Regions from separate parts of the Dromaius novaehollandiae genome. Here region 2 is linked to region 1. Evidence: chromatin contacts called from public Hi-C data. All regions are on one chromosome and are shown on one strand. Each heading gives the region's core, a stretch centred on a gene start, on an enhancer-like site or on the middle of the called end of the contact. The rest is flanking DNA. Distances are from core to core; before and after follow the strand shown.

The links. A called contact is a pair of places that touch in the nucleus more often than the background predicts.
Region 2: a contact with region 1 is called in a Hi-C map of ovary, with 2.2 times the contacts expected there. The contact joins the enhancer-like site here to the promoter of ZNF704 in region 1. A contact is called at or near these places in 3 of 4 Hi-C or Micro-C datasets (brain, liver and ovary).

Annotation. Positions count from the first base shown.
Region 1 is chr2:124,721,844-124,727,289 of bDroNov1.hap1, reverse strand. ZNF704 (zinc finger protein 704) reads right to left here and starts at 3,443. Exons shown (of 9, transcript XM_064507365.1): 1 at 3,051-3,443. The coding sequence starts at 3,332.
Region 2 is chr2:124,829,145-124,834,590 of bDroNov1.hap1, reverse strand. LOC135327595 (a long non-coding RNA gene) reads right to left here. Exons shown (of 2, transcript XR_010387932.1): 2 at 3,359-3,912. Among named protein-coding and RNA genes, the nearest start is that of ZBTB10, 80 kb to the left of the region's middle. Within about 2 kb of position 3,085, at least 2 of the 2 cell types and tissues checked have open chromatin away from gene starts, as enhancers often do.

The DNA.
Region 1 (5,446 bases), core at 2,194-4,693:
ATGAATTCATACTGGGCTTTAGAAAGAGTGCAGAAAAAGAAGCAAAGAAGAAGAAAGAGAATGCAACCATGCAAAACAACACATATAAATAGCAGCCATCCAATTTCTTCCAGACAAACTTTGGAGATTCTTCTACATTCTATATATTACACAACCTTTTTATCTAACAGGAAATCACATCCAAAAGCATAATTTTCACTGGACTTAGTCCAGGCTCCTACCAACACCTGCCATCCCCACTCAGAAATCTTTAACAGACCTGCACTCTGAAGGTGTTACAAATTTCACTTTGCTAGATGGGCAAAACCAAGCCCACTTCCACGTGGATTAAGCTGAATTCTAGGTTATATAATATTATGTGGCTACAGCGATACAAAGAAGCATTTTTGTCTGCCACAAGCCCTGTATTGGCCTTCTCTGTCTCTGTCTCATTTTTATCTATACCTTCCTTCCAAGACTTCAGAAATTGGAAACATAAGACTTGTCTTTAGGAACTACTGCTTCCTATCTCTCTCCACATATTTTAGAGTGACAGAAACTGGTGCAACTACGCAGGGTACACAGCAGACTTCCCTGCACTGGAGAAAACATGGCTGTGAGACTTGATAGCACAAATACTCTTCATCTTGATGTGCGCTGAACACTCAGGCACCTTTTTAAATTATTCGTTCCAGTGCAGGCTCTACAATACACTCACCCACGCTTTTACCCACACTGAACTGGGCTACTGTGGTGCACACTGAGGAAGTGATTTTGTGAAAAGTCCATGAGTCTTTAGACCTAAAATGCCATTCTACCAAAGGGCATAGAGGTCACATGTATACACGTGAGCCACCTCTATCTACGCCGCACAACAAAACATTGCATGCTTCTTTCTAATTGCATTATGCGGAGAGAGTATATTCTAAAAACAGTACTTGAATCACTTTGTTTTCAAGTCTGCCTTAACTCTAAAGCTCTTCAGGACTACTCTTGCTCTGCAGTATATTGGACACTCTTATCAATTAATGCACTTTCTCAACAGCGCATATCAATTCAGCTCACTTTTGTCCACAGACCCGAACTCAGAAGTCCAGGGTCAGGGAGTCAAATGCTCCTGATCCTGTCAGTTCCCCATCTGCCAAGAATCCAGTTCGACTGACGACAGACATATTGCGCAAGGCCTATTATGCTCTCGTAGTTTTGCAGTCAGCTCTCTGCATTCATTTTTATCCACTTCATTCACTTTTAATCTTTTCCTTTAAAACTGTTTAAAAGAATTCTTAGATCAAGCTTTCCTACACTCCTACACTATCATTCCCTAAAGAAATAAACACAAAGCAAAGATACTTTAATTTCTTTAAAATCTTAAATTATAACATTTTCCATTCTTTACGGTACTTAGAAGTGTAAATACTGGAACCAAAAATTGAGCATGTCATGACAGTCAGAAATATTCTTCCAAAGACAGTAAATACCAGCATCTATTTATTGAACTACAGTGCACAGAAGATTTGAGAGTCTATTCTGTATACTAAAAGTAGCCTAATGCACATTACTCCAGTGATCTCATCTATGAGGCAGATTTACTTTCCAGGGAAGTAAGTACATGTTCTTACGTGTACATATGCTCTTAAGCGCAAGAGAGAAACCCCAACTACCTTAACTTTTATTAAGAGATCTACTATTCAGAAGTGCGATGAGTGCTGACAGAAAGAACAGTATATTCAGATAACCCATATTACATGCAGATTATAGCTACGTAATCTGACTGGTATTTCAGATTACCGTTCTCCATTTGAGAATTCTGCATTACTTTCTTTTCCTATTAAATACAAACGGTAACTTTTGCTTTTCTTGTGGATACACAGAAGACTCCAGTGTCAACATGGCATTGCAACAAAGCTACCTCTATCTCCTGTTAATTAAGTATTATTACATATACTATTAAAAAAAAATCAAAATGGATATCCTTTGCACTTTCACACACATCTATTATCCATAAGCACTGCATATCTAGCACATGAATCCTCTGTAGACCTGTGCATAGACTGAACTCCACCACCCTGGGTTATCCCAAGGGAATAATAACTACAGAAAATCCCTCATGATAAAATACTTAAGCCTAAATTTGCAGGATCTCTGCCTGCGAGCATTCAGCACCTAATTCAGAGTAACCAAATAATCTGGTTAGAATTAGGCCTCTGCACAGTATTCCAACACTTAGAAACTTTTCATAAATGTGGTTACAAAGCAAAAATATCACTTAAGCCACTTATTTAAGTATCCTTACTGTGGTTGCCTTCTAACTGTAGGATTCCCCCAGCACCCCTCCTGGCACTGTGTACCAGGTAACACACATGCACACACACACAGGTCCAACTCTACTCCTGAAAAAAACCTTCGAGAACAGCCAAGTTGGCACCTTGCGCCATCGCCACCATCCTAACAAGCCTTGCACCATGCACTTTAACCAACAATTTATTTAGTCTCGATACTCAAACTCCTTCACGTATCAGCAACTCCCTACACATATATATTAACCACAGCACGGACCATTTCGACTCTCCCCCTGCCGCCTCTCAGTTTTTGCCAAAACGTTAATTTTTTTCAGGGTTAAAAAAAAAAAGAGAGAGAGGCAGAGAGAGGCAGAGAGAGGCAGAGAGAGGCAGAGAGAGGCAGAGAGAGGCAGAGAGAGGCAGAGAGAGGCAGAGAGAGGCAGAGAGAGGCAGAGAGAGGCAGGCTGCCCCAGCGCCCCGGGGGTCAGCCCACCCCTCGCAACTACCGCGCCGCCGACGCGGAGCAGCGCGCTTCCCCCACTCGCCGCCGGCCACAGCCGCTTTGTCCGGCACTTGTTGAGCGCGGGGCGGCCGCGCCCCCCCCCCCCCCCCCCCGGCACCCGCACGCGCGCGGGCGGGGCGGGGCGGCCGCTCCAACCGCCTCCCCGGTCCGGCGCGGAGCACCGGCCTGCCCCGCCCCGCCCCGCGCCCCCGCCGCCGGGCAGCCGGCACCCGCCGCCCCCGGGCCGGGCCCGGCTCCCGCCTCCCGCCTCCCGCCGTGCCGGGACGCACCTTCAGGCTTCCCCTGACGGGGCCTTTGCCGTGGCCGCTCGGCGGCGGGGGGGGGCTCGCGACGCCGCCTTCCTCCTCCTCCTCTTCCTCCTCCACCTCCACCACCACGTCCTCGTCCTCGTCCTCCTCCTCCAGCGCCGCGGCGGAGCCCTCCCGCCGGGGCGGCCTCCAGGCGCTCTCGGGCTTGGGCGGCCGGCCCCCCTCCGCCTGCGCGGCCGCCGGCCCCGCGCTCAGCCGCCGGCTGCCCATGCTGGAGCGCTTGGCCAGGCGCCGCGCCTGCATGGTGCCTCCGCCCGGCGCGGCGCGGCCCCTCCCGCCGCGCTCAGCGCAACCTGCGGGCAGCGGCCCCGCCGCGGGCGCGCCGAGGCAGCGCCGAGCCGAAGGGGCGGCGGCGGCGCTCACCGGCGGGCGGCGGTGGGTGTGTGCGGCGGGCGCGCCGCGGCCATGGGGGCCCGCGGGCGCGGCCAGGCGAGCCCGCTGCCGGCGCGGCCGCCCCGCCGCTCGCCCACCTGCTCCGGCCGCCCTGCTCCGCCGGCCTGCGCGGCGCTGCGCGGCTGTCGGGGCGCGGAGCGAGCCGGCTGCGCTCCCGCTCGCCCTGCCCCGCAGCCCGATGGTCCCCGGCACCAAAACCCGGACTGGATTCCCGCCGTCCGCGGCTCCGCCAGTCACTGCGCGGGACGCCGGAGGCCGCGCTCCCTCCGCCGAGCTGCGCCCGCGCGCCGCGCCGGTCCGGCGAGGCCCGGATAAGCTGGGGCTCACGGGGCGCCAGCCCCCCCCCCCGCCGCCGCCCCGGCCCCGGCCGGCTCTGCCCCTGCCGCGCACAGCCGCGCCGAGGGACCGCGGGCGCTTGTCCCCTTGCAGAGGGGGTGCCCCGCTCTCGGCCCGGGGGACCCGGCGCCGCGGCCCGAGGGAGCAGCCGGCGTCGCGCCGGGCCGGGCCTGGCGAGGTGGCGGGCCTGGGGAGCCCCCAAGCTGCCCGCAGGGCAAAAGGTTCCTGCCCCCTCCCCGCCCCGTATCTGAAACGGAAAAAATGGGACTTTCGGAAAAACAGCTGAGAACAGACCGTTGTTTTTTAGATGACAAGCTGAACCCGAGCTCTCTACAGTTTGCTGAAAACAAAATGAACCAGGATGGTTATGGGGAAGAAAAATCTGATGCTTAAATTGTAGTACTTCTGCACTTTTAGTGCTTCTGCACTTTAAGATTTCAAATACCTTTCTAAATTTTTTAAATTAAATTACTTTGTTTAAAAACTTAGAGTTTTAAGTTGTTGCAGTAACACATATGTTTCTGCATGGCTTCTATACTATTTGCTGCAGCCTCCTGAGATTAGATTACAATTCTCAGGGATGTCACATGCTTTTCCTAACCTTTTTCTCTAGAAATATTTTAAATCTTCATTTACATTTTATTCCTGACTCTTTTATATATATATACACACCCTTCTTTTTCTGTTTACAAGTCAATTATAGTAATTCCATTTTCAGTGTTTAATATCTTTCTCCACATGCACTCTGCTTTAGACACGTGTTAACAGGCCAAATGTACACATAATATGTCAGCATGGAGCCAAACTTCACTTCTAATACTAGGTTAATTTGTCACTGCCAAGCCTAATGATTTCTATTCATTTTGAAATATCACATGCAGTGCTTTCTATGCAGTAAATTATAGATAACATAGTACCCATTCTTACAGAAATAATGAAGTTATTTTTGATAATGAATTTACTTTTCATGGGTAACTATGGAAGTTGTTTCAATTTTCTTCATAATTTCTGTTTTTTGAAAAAACCCTGCGCCACAAACCAGTTGTTTTCCTTCATTCTTTCAGAGTTTCCAGAGACTTTATATTTCTGGAAAAGATCCATGACAAAATCACTGACAGATTCTAGTGTAACAGATTTTCCAGTATTATTTCCCCACACATCCAGAAGTGATATTTCCAGACGTTTCACTGTGGTTTTTATCAGTTACAGTGAACGTTGGTTCAGGCCATTTTATACCGAAGCTTAGCAAAACTCTAGCCAAAGCTTATGGTATGCCTGCAGGTGCGTTGGTAAGAATCTGTCCACTTGAAATTTTGCAAGTTTGAAAACAGCTGTCCTAGGAGAGAGATTCAGTCTTCTCTTTTTTTCTGCCAGATATTTAGCTTTGTAAGACCTGGTTAGTGGATCAATTGTGATTTTTTTAAGCTGAAGCTGCACAAAGGATGAATTTGTGAAAAATCTGGCAATGGATAAATTCTTTTTAGTTTTATTTCTATGCTGAATTCAAAATTAATCATGAAGACAAAAGTTATGCTTAAGGTTTGCCTTAAACATGAATTCCACCATGAATTTAAATGGTATTCTTGGTTCCTTCACACTTATACCTCAAAGCTATAGATACCTAGAAA
Region 2 (5,446 bases), core at 1,836-4,335, 110 kb before region 1:
ATCTGAGTGATTCAAGTAAGTGCTTAGAGGAGTGAAAAATGGAGATATGGAGCATGGATGCCTCGCTGTGACAGTTGTTGTGTTATGCTGTGCTGGTGGGAAAAAGAACAACAGCTATCAATGATATCAGAAGTAAAACATGAGCCTTGGACTTCCACAGACTCAGTAGTCACATGCCCTTGACCACAAATAATGGGAGTGCTACTCTTTGCCTTCTACAGAATGAGGTAGCTCAATACTAGAGCTAAAGTGATACAGTCTCAGCTCTGATCTGCGATGATCTGAGATGAAATTTCTGTTGCTGCAGCACTTCCCAGCTACAGATGTTCCAAAGGCTTTGGAAAGAGTTTAGCTAAATTCTTCCACAGAGTTAAGAATCATTTTACCGTGTTTTAGTGATGTGTTAGATGTAGGATTCTATTGTGTGCTTATGATTTTTAAGATGAAAAAAAAAAAAAAACGTGGGGAGTTTCTCTGGGATGTGCTCTTTGTAATCTCTGAGTTCCCAGCTTGGATCTGGAGGGCCAATTTAACTATTTCTCCAACCTTGCCATTGTGTTGACTTTTGCTAACTCAGTTTTTGGAGACTGTAGCTTCATTGCATACCACAAGAGGTCAGTCCTTGATAACTTTGCCTCTGCAATGAATGGTCTTAATCATAACATTTTCAGATGCAGAGAATCTGCAGTTCCCACCTGTTTCAGAAAGCCTGGTGAGCACTGAGTTGTTTTCAGTAATAGCTGTGTGTGTAATACAAACATATCTGGTGCGTATTTACAACTTTCACTATAAAGGATTGTTTTCTAGTTACTTTTCCTTTTTCCATGTGTTTTCATTTGCAAAACTAACTTTGGGATATGAGCCTCTAAAACAGCATTATATTTATTTTTTCCTTGTAACACTAAGAAAGAAAGCTAAAAAGCCTGCCTAGCTTACAGCCAAAAAGGTCTGGAAAGGAAGGGTCACCATAGTCTTGTAACCAAAAGGGAATGATCACATATTATTGGAAAATATTGAAGTTAAAGCTTGGTGCTAAGTCAGTTCTAGAAACTTGGAATTATCCCATAAGGCTGGTTTAAAAACAAGTTCGGTAGTTTAACCCAATCCTCGGTAATGTTTCCTCCCTTTCTCCTGCTCCATGTTTTGTTTTGTTTTGTTTTGTTTTGTTTTTTACAATCTGGCAAAAAAATTCAATGAAGCCTTGTCTCAGAGCAAGACGTACTATGGTGACTACAAGACAAAGCTAAGACAAAGCTGAGACAAAGCATTATGAGAAATTTGTTTGTCATCTGCCTTGTGTTAAAATGAATGTGTTTGAAATCTCTTCTCTTTTCCTTCCCCAGCAATTACAAAATAAAACCTTCATCTTTTCATGGTGGTATCATCTGGGGACAAGCAGGAAAACACAATTAAGGAATGTGCAAGTTCTTATTCTCTTTCTTTCTCCTCTTTAAAGCTAAATTTAGAACATAAATCTTAGTATAATGTTTATTTTTCATTTTGACAGCCATAAAAAGCAATATAGCTTGGTCTTCAAACCAATACTGTAATTTTTATAACCTAAATATTTTTCTTGGCATCATGAAAAAGAGTGGGTGTAAGGGGGAGAAAAATGTTGGCAGTTAAAGCAAATAAAGTAGAAAATAATGCATTTAATTAAGGGGCACCAAAATAATGTTACTGTTTTCTAAGTAGTATTTTCATTTCTAATAAATTGTTTTGGGAGCAGCAGCTTTCTACCAGAACCTTACAGGAGAAGAAGTAAAATTATATCATAGTGATTCTGTAGCACCTGACTTGGAGAACAGGTCGCAAAAGTACCATTATAAAAGAAAAGAGGATGGCAACATTTTAAGTGCAAAATGCATAGAATCTTTCGACAACAAGATGTACTTTTTTGTGCAACCAAGAGTATTTGAAACCCAAATTTGAAATCAGCAAATTATTTTGGCTAAAAGAAATGAGTGGAGGTTAGAGGAAGTTTTTGGTGCAGGCAGAGGAGTCATTCTGTCTCAAAACTTTCTAAAGCAAGTAGCTGACCATCTAAAATATTTCTAATCCAAATGTACGTAAGACAGTCACTTCTTAAAAGCTTTTTAGAATTACCTCAAAAAGAGACAAAGCCTGTGGGGGAGTGGAGAAGAGGGAGTGTAGCTCTCTGGGCTAAACTGAAATACTTTTTCTTTTAATGTGTTTGCTCTGTACAAAATTAGAAAACGTTATTTGCATAAAGGCAACTGTAATGGTCTATGTGTCTGTCTTTAGGAACATCAATTACAGCAGAGATTATCATCTCTTAAAGTGGCATTTATTTAGCGGGATTTAATCTGAAATACCACTAAAACACCTACTTGCTAATTATATGACTTCAAATCCTTTCCTTTTTATACCTAGAGGAATTGGCTGAAGAAATTTTACTTGCCTAGTCGCAGGTCTCTGAGGCTACAAGTTAGACAGCTTTGGGTGCCTGCCTGGCAGCAGCTGGACTTCGAAGACGAGAGACTCCGCCAGCAGAAGTGACCAAAGACTGCCGCTCACTCCAGCAGTGCCGGCGACCTGCTGGATTCACTGCCTGGTAGAGGAGGAACCATTTGGACAAGAAGCCTGAGCGTTAGTGAGAACGGATGGTGCTGGGCAGCAGCGTAGGGTCTCTCTATTGTTCTGAGCCTGCATTTGAGAACAGGTTAGTTTAGAGACATCCTTTCCTACAGGTGGAAGACTCTGTATGCATGTGTGTGGTGAGGAGGTGCTGCCTAGGCAGAGAAAAGCAACTCATTAAATTTAATAGCCTTGCTATTTATATTGGAGCTGGACTTGCAGAATGTATTAGCCAAAGAAAAGCTACGTATGACCTAACAAAGCTAGAAGGGGAGTTGTGAACTTGGGCAGAAATACTACTAGTTTATAGCTCCCCCCAACCCCAAACTACTCCCTGTTTCAGGAATGTCTCTCTCAGTTTAAAGCAGGAGCTTCAGTAGCTTTACCAATGTCCCGTTCAAATGAAACTTTGCATATGAGGAGTGTTCCCTGCATGCACGTAGGGAGGCTGTGCCTCTACTGCCAGGCAAGAGCAGGACAGGAAACAGGTGTTGACAGCTTAATGCATCAGGAGGAGCAGTTTTACAGCATGAACATTACAGCATGAACACGAGTGAATTCCTTCCCTTTGACCATAATGCAGCTACTTATACATCACACCATAATTTAAGAGGCAGTTTCCCACGTCCAGGTTCATGCTGTAAAACTGCTGTTCATAATGGAGGCCATGCAAAGGTTATCATTCATTTGAGCTGATCCTTGGCAGATGCGCTGGCATTCACGGTTGTTGAAGAATTAAATTTTACGTAAACAAAGAGGAAAAAGTTATACACAAAGGGTTTTATTACACGAATAATTTTACATACTCCTTGGTAGTTAGTCAGTTACAAGTGCATTTAATTAATGTTTTGTGGACATCATAACAGTCAGAGTATTTCAGCTGGACAGCCAGTATCGGGCTGAATTCAAGCCAGTGCAATTCATGACATAACCATAAACAGGAAATTACAGGTCTACAATGAGGTTAGACTAGATAGCAACAGCATACGTATTGTCACATCAAAGCATTACAAAGTATGAAAGCCCAATATTTCAACTATCTCTAAAATGGTATTTGTACAAACTTGTCATAGATACCTAAATGTAAGGTTTCATTACATCAGTAATGCATCATGTCTTTCTCTGTTTTCTGGGAGATACTTCGGTATTCAAAACTATTTGGGGCAACAAGAAGAAATGTAAACATCTGATGGTCCTTTGAAAGTCCATTCTGAGAGAATACATTGTGTGCCATAGGAAAAGTGCATCCTAACTGGTGTGTCTGTTATGGCCAGTCTGACTCAAATTCACATAGCACCAGGTATTTATCCGTTTCTGCAGTAAAAAGTTAGAAAATCTTCGTATTAACTCAGAAAAGAGAAAACAAAGTCAAAAGATTTTTTTCTTCTTCTTCTTTCTTTAGAGGAACAGCAATTAAATTAAAAAGAAAAAAAAACCCACCCAACATTTAAACAGTTACTTCCTATGTACAAAGGAACCGAAAGCTAGCAAAACGCATAGCCGGTGAACAGTCTTTATTATTATTTTTTCCTCCAGGTTCAGGTACCTGAATATATGAATTTATTTACAGGTGGACATATATCTACAGAAGTAATAATCAGAATATTTCTATTTGGCTAAAAGTTGTATAAAAAAAGACAAAACACTTTTTCTCAAATACTTTCCAAATATATATAGATATATTAAAAGTATTCAGTATGTCCATTACTGCCAGAGTTGGAAGCTCTTTCTCATTTTAAAAAGTAAATTTTGTGATAGTAAGTGACAACAAAGGACTGACCACTGCAGTCAATGCTTTGATTTGAGGGACTGCGGCTGGAGCTAAATCAGACCCACAGAACAGGTACAGATTGCAGAGAAATGCAGTAGTGTCTTTCTGTTGCTGTTATAGGCCACGTCCTGGTAATGGAGATTACCAGCTGCAAAGAGCCTCCTGTACCACACCTGAGCATCCCTTCAGCTAGCTCTGTGTAACCTTCCTGGGGGCAGATCCTCTGCAGATGTAAATGGTCATAGCTATGGGCGGTACGGCAATTGGTAACGGCTGATGCTGCCTGTCCTCAGGCATTTTTTCAAGTCAGTGGGTTCTGTGGATCTCATTGTAGGGACCTTGGTAAGAAATCTGTTGTTGGGTTTTTTTTTGTATCAAGCAACATACAGAAAGCATTGCATTTTTTAAAAGGACAGCGTTAAAAAAAATCCCAAAACCTCAGAAGTACTGGATGTATCCTTTATGCAGTCAGAAAACTAGCATAGTCCGGTAGCTCAGTAAATAGGAAAACGTGAATTCCATGCTAATTCTTGAAAAGAATATAAAATTAAGGGCTTTAGCCCATCAGATACAAATACATACTGTAAAAATATTATTAACTGAATATAAACTAGATGAGTGCACATCTCTGGATAGATAAAATACCACTGCCTTTACACTGCTATCGTGCATTTGAATAGGTTGCATATAAGCAAAATCTTTCTTTGCTGTTCAGTCCAGGCTTGCTTTACTCTAAAGCAAAGATGCTCTTAATACATCTTTTTTTGTCTCTCTTTCTGTAGGATGAACTATAAGAAACATACATAATCAGGTTAGGTCTGACTCTTCATGTCTTGTACACCCCAGCCCTGAAGTGCAGTCAATGCTTAGGCTGAAGGACCAAGTGTTTTGAGTGCTAGATCATCTAGGGCCATAGCTCCCAGGCAGGAGCCCATCAGGAGCCATCCGTGCCTCCTATGGGGTGCGTGGCAGAGCACCACGAGAGGAAGTGGCAAGAACTAAACTGGGGCTGCCGGGTGGCTGGAAAGGCTCTTGCTGAGGGGAAGATCTGGGAAAGCCCAAAAGCAGCCTCTTCCT